3 separate regions of the Sus scrofa genome follow, and regions 2 and 3 are each linked to region 1. The links are chromatin contacts, called in public HiChIP or PLAC-seq and promoter capture Hi-C maps. All regions are on one chromosome and are shown on one strand. Each heading gives the region's core, a stretch centred on a gene start, on an enhancer-like site or on the middle of the called end of the contact. The rest is flanking DNA. Distances are from core to core; before and after follow the strand shown.

Region 1 (4,792 bases), core at 851-3,350:
TAATAACCAAATGAGCATCAAAGTTAACAGGGCAGACACTTAGGAATGTTCACAATGTTGGTAGGTTTCTCTAGGTTTACTTTTCTATGAAGGTTTGGTGGGAAGTGTGGGGCTTTCAGACTGTTCGTGAAGCTGTCCCATTGTGGTGTTAGTAACTGGCCCACTTCTGACTCAGGCCAAGTTCTATGCTGGTCGGTTTGCAATCTATTCTCCACAACTGGCACGGAAACAGGAAAGTTTAACAGTTCATTTCTTTGGCACAATCCAGATGCCGTCACAGTGGAGGTTTTGTCTCTTCTGGTCTTGTTTAGTGACCCTCCCCCTCCCACCCACCTGACACTAGGTTTCCAGTCATTACTATTCTAACCAACCAACCTAAGATACCCCCTCCCCCCAATTTCCACCAAAGGCCTCTGACATCATTTTCTGACTGGCCTTGTTAGGTTCTAATATTCTCAGCATGTGCAATTTCACTTGGCACCCCTAACACTGAAAGGCACCAAAATATTTCACTGAAATGTGCTTTTCCAACACACTGTGACTGGGAACGTGCATTTCAGATGCAGAAGATTGACAAGTGTAAAACAGCAGATGAGGAAGGCACAGGACAGGCAGTGTCACAAGATCAAAGCAGGACATTCTTTGTTTAGAATAAAATAACCCTTTAAAATATGAACTTTCTGGGGACACTGTGAAATGAATTTTCTTGTAAAATGATCACCCAGCTTCCACACGTTGGGTAAATATGTGCAATCTATCTACAATCCCCAGATGAGACCGCTCCATCAGAAAAAAAAAAAAAATGAAACATCAAAAAACGGTACCAGGTGTCATTCCTGGGCCTTGTCCAAAGGCAGCCAGCGGAAGATTCTACGTTATTCTCTTCTCCCCACACTAAATAAGCACAATCAATGGAAGAGAAGAAGAGCATTTGGATTTGAACAGATGGCATCCAACACCTAACAAGAGAAGCAACTCTTTCGTGCCTTAGATGCTCAGTGTCTGATGGACCAAGGATCAGGAGGGCTTATTTGTCTTAAGACGGTTGGCAGCAGGATCCCCTGTAGTCACCATCCCAAAGCTTAGGAACATGCGTCATTATCCAGTCAACAACTAAAAGCAGAAAAATCAAACAACCACATTTTTAAAAAAATGTCCTCCTCTCTAGTCCAACTTGAGACGACAAAATCCAACACCATCATCAATTCTTCCATTTCAAGCCACAGAAAAATAAGCCTGAAGGTACACGAATGTATAAAGGTTAACAAACTTATCTAATTTTGACAAGGTTGTGCAACACCGAAAGAATCCGCAGGGCGCCCTTCCCGGGGGCGGGGGGGGGGGTGGTATTTGAATATGCCTGCTCTGCAGCTCTGTCTGCAATTGAAACTAAAAGCACAAACCCAGCTATTCAACTCCCCCCCCCCTCCTTTTAAAGTAGCATCCCTTTGGCAAAAAAAGCAAAATAGTAAACACACAAACATTTCAACGTTTTACCTGAGAAGGCCACCACGGATCTGTCTTTTGCAGAGCCCTACAAGTTTCCTCACTACCTATGTAAACACCCAACAACTCTTAAGGTAGAAAGGACCACATTCCCGGGAGGAAGGGAGCCTGCGGCCAAGGTGGCAGAAGTGGCCGGCCGAGGGGAGGGGACTCCCACCCCAACTCCAAGAGACTCACAGGCCCGAGCGCGGCTGTGAAGAGGGCACACTCGGGAGAGACCGCCCTGCCCTGCGGGACAAACGCTGGGACAGGTCAGTTACGGGGAGGGCGGCGAGAAGAGGAAAGACTCGAGAATGGGGGCAAATACAGCCAGAATAGCCAGGGTAAGATGAAGACCGGATGCCGCTGCAAGTTGGGGTCCTGATCCTGGGCGCGGGTGCGCCAACCTAGCCGCGACGCGGCGGTGGGGGCAGGGAGGATGCAGCCGGCGCAGGGCTCACCTGAGGGGTCCTCTCCGCGGGGTTTTTCATCACCGCCTGGCGGAAGCTGTTATCCACGTAGGACGCCATCTCCCCCCGCGGCCGGGAGCAGGGCCGCTCCGCGCCCTCGGCCGCCTCCTCCCGGCCCAGCGCCGCCGCCGCTGCCGCCGCCGCCGCCTCCGCCCTGCGCGCTCCGCCCGCCCGCCTCTGGCCAACCAGCCAAACCGCGGCGGCGGCGGCGGCGGGGCGGCCGAGCCCGGGGCGCGCGGCGGGGCGGGGGGCGCACGAGGCCCGAGGGTCCCTGCGGCGCCGGGCGGCCGGGAACCTTCTGCTTCCTCTGTGCCGCGCGGCCGGCAAGGCTCCCTCCGGGCCCTGGCTCGACACGCCTCCCCGGCTCCTCTCGGGGACTCTGGCGGCTCCTCCCGGCCCCGCCGGGCCTGAGTTATTTTTAGGGAGTTAGAGCGGCGGTGAAAGGGGAGGCTACGGGCGCCCAGGCCTCCTTCCCCCTGGCTTCTCTCGGGGGCTCGCGCCGCTGCCTCGGGTCTGCTGGAAGCACTCGGGCACCGGGGCGCCGCGGCCGCCGTCCGAGGGCCGTCTCAGGTCCGGGCTCTGCGAAGCGGGATGGCCTCGGCCGCCGTCCCCGCCGCGCCGGGGCTCTGTCTACTGCGCTCGGCCGTGCCCCCCGACTGCTGCTGTTGCTGCTGCTGCTGCTGCATCCCTTCGGGCCGCCCTGCCGCCGCTGCCGCTGCCGCCGCCTCAGCCGCCGCCGCCGCCGTGCGCTCCGCCGTCGCCGCCTCCCCCCATCGGCGCGCGCGGAGCGGCCAGAGAGCACCGCCGGGCTGCGCCCTCGGCCGCTTTCTCTCGGCAACTTTGTTCCCGGTCTGCACGGGCGCAGGAGGGAAGGGGCCACGGGCAGCCGGGTCCGGACTCCCAGCGGCGGGCGTCGCGCAGAGCCCCCCGGAGAGTGTTTGGGAAGCGGCGACTCCCCTCCTCTTCCCCACCTCTTCCTCCTCCTGCGCCTTCACGGCAGCCCAGCCGCTCCTCAGGGAGGAAGCGGCCTCCGGGGCCGGTCGCTTTGTGCTGCAACCATGGTGAAGCGTGAGTGACGGACCGGCGGCCAGTCTGAGTGCGCCGCGTCGGCGGGGGCGGGGCGCCCGCGGCGCCGGGTCCCGCCCTCCGCACCCTGACTCTGGCCAGGCGGCCGCGCCCTCACTCCCGAGCGGCATTTTCGGCCGCGTCCAGGTGCTCAGCGTCCCGGGGCGGCGAAGGGTCGTCCCCCTTGAGGCCGGGCTGACAGGGCCCCGCATCTCCTGGCCTGCAGGAGGCGGCGCGCCCAGGCGGAAGGCACAGGCTCCTTTCTCCCCGCTCCCCACCCCTTCCCCCGCTCACGCCGCGCCCCCTACCCACACCCCAGCCCGGATCCCGAGGGACCCTGCCGCGTCTGGTCGCCTCTGCAGACGACTCCTGGCGCCAGGCCTCGGCCGCTGGGGCTGAAAGTTAACCCGGAGCAGGAGTCCGGCCCGCTGCTTGGGCCTCCCTGGGCATCCGTTTTGAACCTAAGGCTTGGCTCCCGAGTTGTTTCAAAAGCGGTAAATCTTCAGAGGATTTATTTTGCTTATTTGTAACTTAATGCAGGGAAAGAGTTCCCTTCCTGTCTTCCGTGCCCATCAGGCACCTTCAGACGCTTAAATGACCACGAAACTAAGGAGCTGGAAACATGCCAGTTCCAACACTAGACCAAACACCTCCCAGACAGACACACTCCAGATCTGAAGGTGATCAGTCTTTTGCGCGAGACCCCGACCGCAAGTTCTGTGGCATAATCAGAGACACTGGCAGATGTGGCTTCTCATTAGGCAAGGTAAACCTCCAGACACCGGATCCAAGCCTGACTCTCTTGGTGCAGAGAGCTCTAGGACAGAGCCCTTTAAAGATATTACGGCGCCTGCTGCTTCCCCCCCACCCCGCCCCCGTCCTCCTCCTCGCTGAGCCAGGTCAAGGTGTGTAAGGTCAGCCAAGCTGCTGCACGGGCTCTGGAGTTCTGATCCTAGGGTTTTATTTTTAACTGCCTCCTCTTCCCTAACCCCCAATAAGTTCATGCTTTGCTGTCAGTATGGAGGCCATACTTACAGGAAGATTGTTACTTTCATGACCATCACGCTGAAGTTTTTTCAAATTTTCAAACATGCTTTTGCAACATCTAGTTTAAGTACTTGGGATAGGGTCCTTAAGTCACCTGAGTGACATTAAACAGATTGTGTACCTTCCTGGAGAAGAGATTGTTTCTGCCCAACCTTCTGAAACTGAATCTGAGTTACAAATTGTATCTCTAGACCTTTGCCCTGCATGCTCCCCCATATTTCCTTCCTTTCCCTTAGCTGAAGCCCAGCATCAACTCGGGAGGGGTGGGGGAAGGAGCAGGCTTGCAGGCTTTCACCCACAGCACGTGGAAGTTTTGGGGCCAGGGATCTAACCTGAGGCACAGCAGCAACCAGAGCCACAGCAGTGACAAAGATGGATCCTTAATCTACTGAGCCACCAGGGAACTCTCAGCATCAAATTCTTTGACATAGACCTCCCCACCTTTAAAAAGTGTTACTACAGCTCTGGAAGAGAGGCAATGAAAAAATCAAATCCAATGAAGTGAGAAAATATACCTGACATCTCCATCTGGTGTCTAGCAGACATCTCAGAATTAACATGTGCAAACCAGACTCCAGATCTTCTGCCCCAGAGGTGCCCCACCCACAGACTTCCCCATTCCAGCTAATGTCATATACACCATGTCACCCATTGCCCAGATGAAAAACCTTGGCTTTTTTTTTTTTTTTTTTTTTTTTTTAAGGCCATATCTTCAGCTATGGAAG
Region 2 (4,627 bases), core at 225-2,724, 72 kb before region 1:
GTGAAGGTGGGGAACATCTCTGCTCTCTCACTGTTACACAGAATAAAGTCCTAGCAGTTGTCCCTATATATAAACTATATGTGCTTAATAGCTGTACTGGTATAACCACCATTGAGAACAGTATGGCAGTCCCTCAGAAAACTAAAATAGAACTATCATATTATCCAGCAATCCCACTCCTGGGCATATATCTGGACAAAAATATAATTTGAAAAGGTACATGCACCTCTATGTTCACTGCAGCACTATTCACAATAGCCAAAACATGAAAACAACCTAAATCTCCATCAACAGATGAATGGATAAAGAAGATCTACTATATACCTACAATGGAATACTACTCAACCATAAAAAAGAATAAAATAATGCCATTTGCAGCAACCTGGATCCAACCAGAGATTATCACACTTGGTTAAGTCAGAAAGAGAAAGACAAATACCATGTGATGTCACTTATATCTGGAATCTAAAATACAGCACATATGAACCTATCTACAAAACAGTAACAGACTCACAGAATAGAGAACAGACTTGTAGTTGCCAAGGGGGAGGGGCAGAGAATGGGATGGACTGGAAGTTTGGGGTTAGTAGATGCAAACTATTACATTTTAAATGGATAAGCAATGAGGTACTACTATACAGCACAGGGAATTATATCCAGTCTCCTGGTATAGACCATGATGGAAAAGAATATAACAAAGAATGCAGATATATGCATGACCGGGTCACCTTGCTGTAGAGTAGAAATATGTGCAACATTGTAAATCAACTGTACTTTTAACAAAAAATAAAATTAAAAATATATCTGTAAATACATTCACCTTCACTAGCTGTAATTCTGGGAGATTTGGCTTTTGAGAACATTCACCCAGAACTAAGCCTAGTGAACAAGTTGGTCATTTAAGCTCCAGTGGGATCAAAAGTGAAATACAATTATATGATGCAAAGACTCCTGTGGGGGTTCACTAAGCAACTCTGATAATAACACCAAGATACGGTCTAAAATGTTCTTTTGAGCAACAACACGGGTTTTTAAAAGAAAGGTATTACTCGGTAATGTGATAAATGTTAAGGATAATATTTATTTAGATATATTAACCCCAGACTTATTTCAAATTTCACTTAATTATAGCTGATCCTCATTTTTAGTAGAAGATGTTACTAAATAAACATCAGATAATTACGGAATTACTAAATCAACTGTATTAGACTACTTGTACCTATGTGTCATTCAACGCTCCTTAACCCCTCCCCCCCACACACAAAATATATGGCAGATAAATGCTGTTACTTTTCTTATCCTCCTGGACCCAAGGCATTGCTCTATTTATGAAAGTCAATATCAGATGTCATTGAAAGGATCCACATGTAGCCTTCAAAATCCCCTGCTTCACCACGACAGTGGGGATTCTACCAACATGTGCACGGGAATCGGCGGAGGAGGCCAGTTCCCCATGGGCAGAATGTCAGGCCACCATCTGAAACACACACCAGGCTTGTATGCCAGTCAACATCCCCTCACCCCGCCCGCCCCACACTCACCTCATGCTGAGCCTGCAGCAGCAGTACCCTGAGTGAAAATCAAAAATGTTTACCAGTTTAAAAGGAACAGAAAAAACTGGAAGGAGCACTTTTTCTTCCCTAACACCTTTTGCATGTCCTCTCTGAACTGAGCGAGCCATTCATTCAACACTGAATTGCACGCAACCACCACACCTCCAGATTCTTAACCTCTCAACACTGTGCCCTCCAACATTCTAGTTCTCTTCCTCGGGCCCACATTTAAGTGGCCCAGTGAAAACCTGAGAAGTCATCCGAGAAGTTATCTTCCATTGTGTGTGTACTTGCTACTTTGTGGCAGCTCTATTCTCTTCAGTCCTGTTAAGTGTCTTATTGTTTTTTCATTCCATTTCCAATGGCATGGCAGTTTCAGAGCTTTCTCCCCTTTTCCCATGCACAACATGAACAAAATTAGGGACCCTGGCCAGCTTTATAGACTGTCCCTTCCACCAGGGGACACTTCCTTCCATCACCAATTTGAATCTCATCATACAAGCATCCTGTGCTCTTAACACCCCACAGCTGAGATTCCCATCCCAGCCTCCTGCCCTGCCCATCTTCCCGGATACCTGTACTTACATCCCCCAAGAAGCCTTTTCAGAACCCCCTACCATGCTCTCCTTTCCCCTTATCTCCCAAGCACTTACCGATACATCACTCACAAGGAACTGACTGTATGTTCGTTTGTATTGTTGGTATTTTTCAACAAACAAATGAAACGTCTGTGGGGACAATTCAATATGGGCAATACTGGTAAAACCATGTGCTCCCAGAGAGGGACCCACTCTTGCACCTTTTTTCCTCCCCATAAACCCTAGGAAATGTCTAGAATTGCAGAATTCCAGAACCTGAGCAGCAGAGGGCTCCATGGCCAATGGCTACACCAACTTCTGTACTTGGCTGGTGCTGAGGCTCAGACCACTGATGCACTGACAGGAACTCCAAAACGTACTGACTTTAAAATATCCATCACACAGAGTTCCCATCGTGGATCAGCAGAAAGGAATCTGAGTAGGATCCATGAGGATGCAGGTTCAATCCCCAGCCTCGCTCAGTGGGTTAAGGATCCGGCATTGCTGTGAGCTGTGGTATAGGTCACAGATGAGGTTTAGATCTGGCATGGCTGTGGCTGTGGTGTAGGCCAGCACCTGCAGCTCTGGTTCGACCCCTAGCCTGGGAACCTCCATATGCCACAGGTGCAGCCCTTAAAAAAAAAGAAAAAAAAAATCCATCACATCCGAAAGAATTAAAACTTTGTGCCAGGTGGCCCATTTACATGTTCTATTTGAGGCAACAGTACACAAGGCCATTTAATTAATATCCAAATACCTTGAGAGCCAATAATAGGTCAACAAAACAGCTGGAAATCAAATATCAGATATAATTACTCACAGCTGGCTTTATTCAACTGCTGTCGTATTAAATAAACATCTCACAGACCTTCTCCCCTCCCCCCCAAAGGGAAAAAAAATTCCTTCAAGAAATACAGAAGGTTCTTTGTGTTAGATTTCCTTTTTGTAAGTTTGCAAAATATATTCCGGTGTTAAAAATTTTCAGCAGGAGTAGGTAATATTAAAGATTTTCAGCAGGGCGTAGTATTGTTTCTTTGTACCATTAGTTACAATATTTCAGAACCTTGGAGCTTTGTTTTTCTTAAGACTAGTACAAAAATAGTAAGGCAGATTTTTGCACTAGTCACAAAACACAACGGACATCTGTATTTTTATGATCTGGTATTCAGTTTACTGCTTTGATACTGGGCTCTGTTATTTTTGTCGAGGTGCCATGTCTCCACAGCTTAGTAATAAAAATTATTAAGAATATTGGTTTCAAAACTATTGTTCCAAAACCTTACTTAAACCACTTTACTATACTGTACCACCCATGTTATATGAAGGGTAACTTACTTATCAACACTAACAACTACCTATTATATGCCAGGCATTGTAATGGATGGTTCTACATCTATTATCCGTAATTTCTATAATAATCCCACATGTCCATGCTTTATATCTAACAATAACCAAAGGGAAAGAAATCAAAGACAGTTTGGGGGTTTTTTTGTCTTTTTTTAGAGCCGCACCCATGGCACATGGAGGTTCCCAGGCTAGGGGTCTAATCAGAGTTGTAGCTGCTGGCCTACACCATAGCTTGCCAGGATCCTTAACCACTGAGCGAGGCCAGGGATCGAATCTGCAACCTCATGGTTCCTAGTCAGATTTGTTTCCACTGCTCCATGTCGGGAACACCTCAGAGACAGTTTTTAAACTGCTTCTCCACCCCACACATAAACACACAAAACCAGATTCCATAAATAAGCAAGATTATTAGGTATCTGCTACAGTAAAATTTTCAAATCCCAGATATTTTCATATTCACTCCTCTCATTCAAATTCATTATCATATTTTTGGATTCATTCCCTCCCTTCCCAGGAAGGAAGGAAGGAAGGAGGGAAGGAATGAGGGAGGGAAAGAGAGAGATGGAGAAAGAGAGAAGGGAAGAAGGAAAGAAGGAAGGAAGGAAGGAAGGAAGGAAGGAAGGAAAAAAAGAGGAAGGGAACGACCGGGAATGACATGTTACGGTTACCTAACCAGGAAACTTAAAGCTAAAGTTAAACGTACTTTATGAAACCTTAGAGTCCTGGTGTCATTTCAACTAGGATAGAACCTTTCAACAGTCACCTCTCCAGAAAGCTAAAATTAAGTGCTGGCTCACAGCATTTTGTATTTAGACATACAAGTCCATTCATAACACATCACTTTTAAAAGAAGTTTGTTATTTATAAACTACCATACATCTTTACACAAACCAAAGTGGCATTAATTATGCTAAAAGTAACTGGCAACCTCCAGAGCGTAGGACTCAGGTTTGGCCACCTCACGTGTCCTACAGCTGCTTCTCACTCAGCAGGTCCTCCATGACCTGCAGTACACCAATCTCTACATCTCTTTTAAGTCTGTAGCATGCACCATATACTAGGCGCTCAATTACAATGTGTTGAGTCAATGAGTAAAATATTTCTTCCAGTGCACTGAAAAAGGTCATTCTCATTTTCATGACCACCAAA
Region 3 (5,012 bases), core at 37-2,536, 100 kb before region 1:
CACTTTCCCAACTACTGAATGCTTGACAGCAAAGCCTCAAGAAAACAGGAAGGAAAATATTGTCAAACAAGTTTTAGTACAAGTGGAACCATGAAAGTAAATTTATTTCTCAAATGAAAATGCCTATTACTTCCAAACAGAATTTATACCCTTTTCTCTCCAATTTTTAGTCATTAGCTTTGCAATCAACAATCATTTACCTAGTTTAGGGGAGGAAATGTACTTGTCTTTCCTTTTTTTTTTTTCTTTTTAGGGCCACACCCAGGGCATATGGAAGTTTCCAGGCTAGTGGTCAAATTGGAGGTGCAGCTGCTGGCCTACACCACAGCCACAGCAATGCTGGATCCAAGCCATATCTGCAGCCTATGCTGCAGTTTGCAGAAACACCAAATCCTTAACCCAATGAGTGAGGCCAGGGATCAAATCTACATCCTTACGATTACTAGTTGGGTTCCTAACCCACTGAGCCACAAGGGGAACTGTACCTGTCTTTCTTAACATAGGGTGACAGCATTATTACTAATTCTGATTTACGTCAAGTAAAAATGTGTTCTGTCAGATGCAAGAATGGTGTAAGTTTTTTATTAACAAGTAATAAAACACTGAAATACCAAGAAGAAAAAATGAAATACCTTGTAAACTTATTTGAATCTGCTCTTGCACTTATGATGTTCCCTTTATCACCAAAAGGTTGGTCAAGGAAAATGAATTCTAGAAAAGCAGGAAATCAGGGTTGATCACCACTTACTAACTAAGCCTATGGTCAGAGCTGTGCAAAGATGCTCGGCCACACAAACAACGATCATTCTGTAGTTGTTACCTTGGTGCAAAGTACAACAAAGGCTGTCACGGTCCGGATTAACTGTGATGCAGAGAGTAGAACAAATATTCCCTGGCTTGTCACTGATTCCGTATCTGTTCATTTTGAAGGCAAATGACTATGGACAAAATTAACACAGGGTTTGTAAACTCAGCTTTCCTGGCTCTGATCTTCAAATACACATGAAGTGAAAGACACCCAGAGTCCAAGGTAGATAGATACTGTGACAGTAAATGTACTGGCCCCTGAACACTCCCAGACTTCCTTCACATCAGGAAGACCTCGGCAAAGAGCTGAGGAAGTCAGGCTGAGAAACTGGCCCTCTCAACCACTCCCACTTACTGGGTGATTCCAGCTGCCTGCTGGACAAGCTGTTTCTCCCCCTTTATTGAAAAGTTCAAATGGTAACTCACCAGAGCTGTTTTGGCTTGAGCAGATATTTGCAGAGAATGATCAAACATTTACTGGATTTGGTGAGTGTTGACAACATGCCATGCCAAACAGGAGTCATGATGGCTTTATTACTGAGTTGTCTCTTTTAAAGATGTATGCCCAGAGAAAGACAAATATCATTTGATACCACTTATACATGGAATCTAAAATGAACTTATTTGTAAAATAGAAATAGATTCACAGACATAGAAGACAAACTTATGGACACCAAAGGGAAAAAGAAGGGAGGAATAAATTAGAAGTTTGGGATGAAAAGATACACACTACTATAGATAAAACAGATAACCAACAAGGATATAGCCCAGGAAACTCTATAATCTTATAACCTATAAGGAAAAGAATCTGAAAAAGAATAGATATACATGTATAACTGAATCATTTGCTGTACACCTGGAACTAATGCACATTGTAAATCAACTATACTTCAATAAAAATTAAAATATTCATGCTTTACAAAAATAAACTAATTAGAACTAAGAATACAAAAACACTGAGTCTCATTTTAAAGATGTTTTGGAAAGAGCCACAAGCCAGGAAATCCTCCCCTCCACCTCTCCTCATTCCTGTACCCCAAGGTTGGTTTCTGGTCTGAAAATTCCCTATTGTGAGATGCCACCAAAAAATCTGTTTTACTTAATCAGCCAGAAAATTCTCCTGACTTCATGAGAAACGGCCAGGCTCCCCGCTCAGTCTCTCATTCGCAGAGAGGCATCAGGCAGGCAGTGTTTCAACAGGAGGCACACCTTGCCTCCCCTCCAGCTCTGCAAACACTCCCCTCAGTGCAGCTGCCACCTGGTGGCTCCGTGCAGGCCTAGCGATGGCTGTGTGTTTTCTAAGAAAAGGTGAAGGAGGAGAACCTAGCAGCAACAGCACTGAACTTTTCCACACTTAGAGGGAAGCAGAATGAATCTGAGATCTCACTTGCAGACATACGGGCAATGTGGCAGGCTAACAGAAGCTGACTAGTATAATAACAGTTATTATTAATCCTATTACCTAGGACTCACCCTGGGAGTTGATTCCGTCTAGTGGTTCTCAAGCTCTGATGAGCATGTGACTCACCTAGAATGCCAGTCAAAACTGTGTGGTCCCAGGCTCCCCGGGACCGGTCCTCTGGCAGCAGATCCATCACTTCACCTTCTAAACAACAACCTGGGTCGCTCTTATGTACAGGGCTTGTCAAGTTAAAATCAAACCCCAACAGGAACAAATGGCAGAAAAAACTACAATCCTGTCCTTACTGATGTGACTAGTTGCATCTGCTTTATTCACTCATGTCATTTTAATTTTTCTCAAAATAGTTGTCTTATGTTTTAAAATTATGAGCTAAGGCATCCCACCGAGGGTTGCTGACATGGCAATCTTGGATAAACTCTAACTTGCCATTTCCAAATACCATAGTCTTACATCACCAGGAACAGGGAGAAAAGGGAAGCCCAAAGATTAAAGAGGTGCATCCAGCAAGGCAGGTCTCACGGACTCGGAGAAAGGACCTACAAACATTAGATGGAGCTCTATGAAGGGGTACTGATTTGACTCCAACCTCCCCACCCCCCACCCCAATGCTTCAAGCAACATGTGAAAGCCACAAAAGCCCAGGTGTGCAACAAGACACTCTGAGGGCCTCTGAATGTGATGTCACCAACAGGGAGGAGGAAATGAATCAAGCCAAAAAAAAAAAAAAAAAAACAAGCAAACAAAACATAAACAGGCCACTGTAATGCAAGCACTTTGCCGCTCAGTGTGATCAGACAGAAGGACCCAGAAGCAATGAGGACTGAGAGGTCCCTGCAGCCCATTCCCCCCAGGCTGACCCAGAAGGGCAGGTCCAGCTGGCAGGACAGGAAGAGCCCGTGACCTGGCCCCTCTCTCCGCCCTGCCCCTCGGCACTACCCACAGCTGCTCCCAGCGCGCCTTCCACATCACACACACCTACACCCCATCTTTAATGTGATCTTCTCACTCACTGTTTCCCAAACCTCAAAATACTCACCCCATCTAATTTCTGCTAGTTTCTCTATAGCTCTCATTCCTAAGCCACTTGGGTATCTTCCTCCACCTACAGGCGGGCCTGGGTGCTGCATGCAGGAACGCCTGGGTCTCAGTCAGCACCAGCTTAGGGAATCGAGATCACCAGGCACTTCCCAGGGCAGCTCTCGGTTCCTTAGCAGGAGAGTCCAGCCCTTGGCGGCACAGCAGCTGAAGGCAGCTCCACACTGCCGCGCAAAAGCACAGGTTTAGGAGCGGACACTTTCACACCAGCCATGCAGTCCTGCTGAGGTTCTGGTTCCTCACAAGTGACCCAACCCTTTCCATTCTGCTCCCAGCCCCACACATCCTGGGCTCCAGGCGGTACCTGCTGAGCCACCACACACCTGGTCCCACCTACGCCTCAGGCCCCAGAAAAACCTGCTGGACAAACTTGCTGTGCCAGCTCGTAAAGGGGACCTTCCACCCAGAAAACTTGCTATTCATCCTTTAAATTCCAGTTTAACCACCACTTCCCCTGAGAAATGTTTCAGTATCTTCCAAGTAAGTGAGTCATCCTCCTGGGTTCCCAGGGTGCTTCATACTTATTCATATGAAGCAGCTGCCAGTGTCAGCAGTGTTTATTTTAGGGGCTTCCCCATTAGCCTTTTTTTGGCTTTTTAGGGCTGCACCCAGGGCAAATGGAAGTTCCTGGACCAGGGGTCAAATCAGAGCTGCAGCTGCCAGCCTGTGTCACCGCCATAGCAACAGAGGATCCAAGCCACATCTATGACCTACACCACAGTTCACAGCAATGCCAGATCCTTAATCAACTCAGCAAGGCAAGGGATCCTCAAGGATACTAGTTGGGTTCGTTACTGCTGAGCCACAACAGGAACTCCTTCCCCATTAGCTTTTAAGCTCCTCTAACTCATCAGTACGCCCAATCTGCACACTATATAACACTCCATGGGCGCTCAGATACTTCCTTAATAGCGAATTAGTAGTGTCTATTCAGACGCAAACTTAGGTATGGTATTAAAGTGTCTGAAAGTCAAAGATGAGAGTTTCAATTTACCAGGAGCTGGAAAAAAAGAATCCAGGCTTAAAGAACCACTTTAGCAATATCGCAACTGTCCACCAGGTGGCAGTGTCTCCATATGGAAGGGCTGTCAGTGCTGTTCCAGGTTCCCTGTTCACAGAGCAGGAGGCCTCTAAACGGGTCAATTCCAAGTTGATGGAAGAGGAGGGAAATAAGTGAATAAACCACAAGAAAAGGGACTGAATCAGCACAAAGGATCATCAGAGGGCAAAAAAGTAACTTGGGAAAAAGCTACTTTATTCAGCTTTAATACTATGTGAAAACAAGTGGAACCCAACCAGCAAATATAGCTGCAAAAGGGGCAGAGAAGGCAGGAGGGACTGTGGCGGGGGGGGGGGGGGGGGGGGGGGGGGGGAAGTGCCCTAACAGAGCGGGACAGGTTGTGGGCTAGGGGTGACCACCGCATGAACACTAAGCTTGACATTCATATCCCGCCAGCCACAAATAGCAGCTAATCCACCCATGTCCGTGTGTGTATTTGGGGAGGGCGGTGTCAAGCAATGGACACTGAAGGAACAGTCCGCTTGTGAAAAAGCAACAACCGGGACCAGAAGTTGGTGCATAAGGAGGGCACCGGGCATACAGCAGGTTTTCTCCTGTGTGAGCAGAGCAGATGCAGCTGTGTGGGTGCTCCCCAGAAGGCCGAGGGGGAGGAGCTCCCTTCCGCTG

The links. Promoter capture Hi-C pulls out the DNA fragments that hold promoters and counts their contacts. HiChIP or PLAC-seq counts read pairs in DNA pulled down with a chosen protein or histone mark.
Region 2: an H3K27ac HiChIP or PLAC-seq map of skeletal muscle shows a contact between it and region 1, with 5 times the contacts expected there. The contact joins the enhancer-like site here to the promoter of LOC110262100 in region 1. A contact is called at or near these places in 4 of 5 promoter capture datasets (fetal liver, fetal skeletal muscle and liver), 16 of 47 Hi-C or Micro-C datasets (alveolar macrophages, embryonic fibroblasts, fetal heart ventricle and 9 more) and 2 of 2 datasets of contacts at active chromatin or transcription factors (alveolar macrophages and skeletal muscle).
Region 3: a promoter capture Hi-C map of liver shows a contact between it and region 1, with 6 times the contacts expected there. The contact joins the enhancer-like site here to the promoter of LOC110262100 in region 1. A contact is called at or near these places in 2 of 5 promoter capture datasets (fetal liver and liver), 3 of 47 Hi-C or Micro-C datasets (brain, liver and skeletal muscle) and 2 of 2 datasets of contacts at active chromatin or transcription factors (alveolar macrophages and skeletal muscle).

Annotation. Positions count from the first base shown.
Region 1 is chr8:48,018,879-48,023,670 of Sscrofa11.1, reverse strand. LOC110262100 (rap guanine nucleotide exchange factor 6-like) reads right to left here and starts at 2,100. Exons shown (of 7, transcript XM_021101306.1): 1 at 1,947-2,100. The coding sequence starts at 2,015.
Region 2 is chr8:48,090,723-48,095,349 of Sscrofa11.1, reverse strand. All of the region lies in intron 1 of LOC110262100 (rap guanine nucleotide exchange factor 6-like), which reads right to left. Among named protein-coding and RNA genes, the nearest start is that of RAPGEF2, 90 kb to the left of the region's middle. Within about 2 kb of position 1,474, at least 2 of the 83 cell types and tissues checked have an H3K27ac peak or open chromatin away from gene starts, as enhancers often do. A contact at or near this core is called in skeletal muscle, where this site is marked.
Region 3 is chr8:48,121,030-48,126,041 of Sscrofa11.1, reverse strand. All of the region lies in intron 3 of LOC110262100 (rap guanine nucleotide exchange factor 6-like), which reads right to left. Among named protein-coding and RNA genes, the nearest start is that of RAPGEF2, 60 kb to the left of the region's middle. Within about 2 kb of position 1,286, at least 4 of the 83 cell types and tissues checked have an H3K27ac peak or open chromatin away from gene starts, as enhancers often do. A contact at or near this core is called in liver, where this site is marked.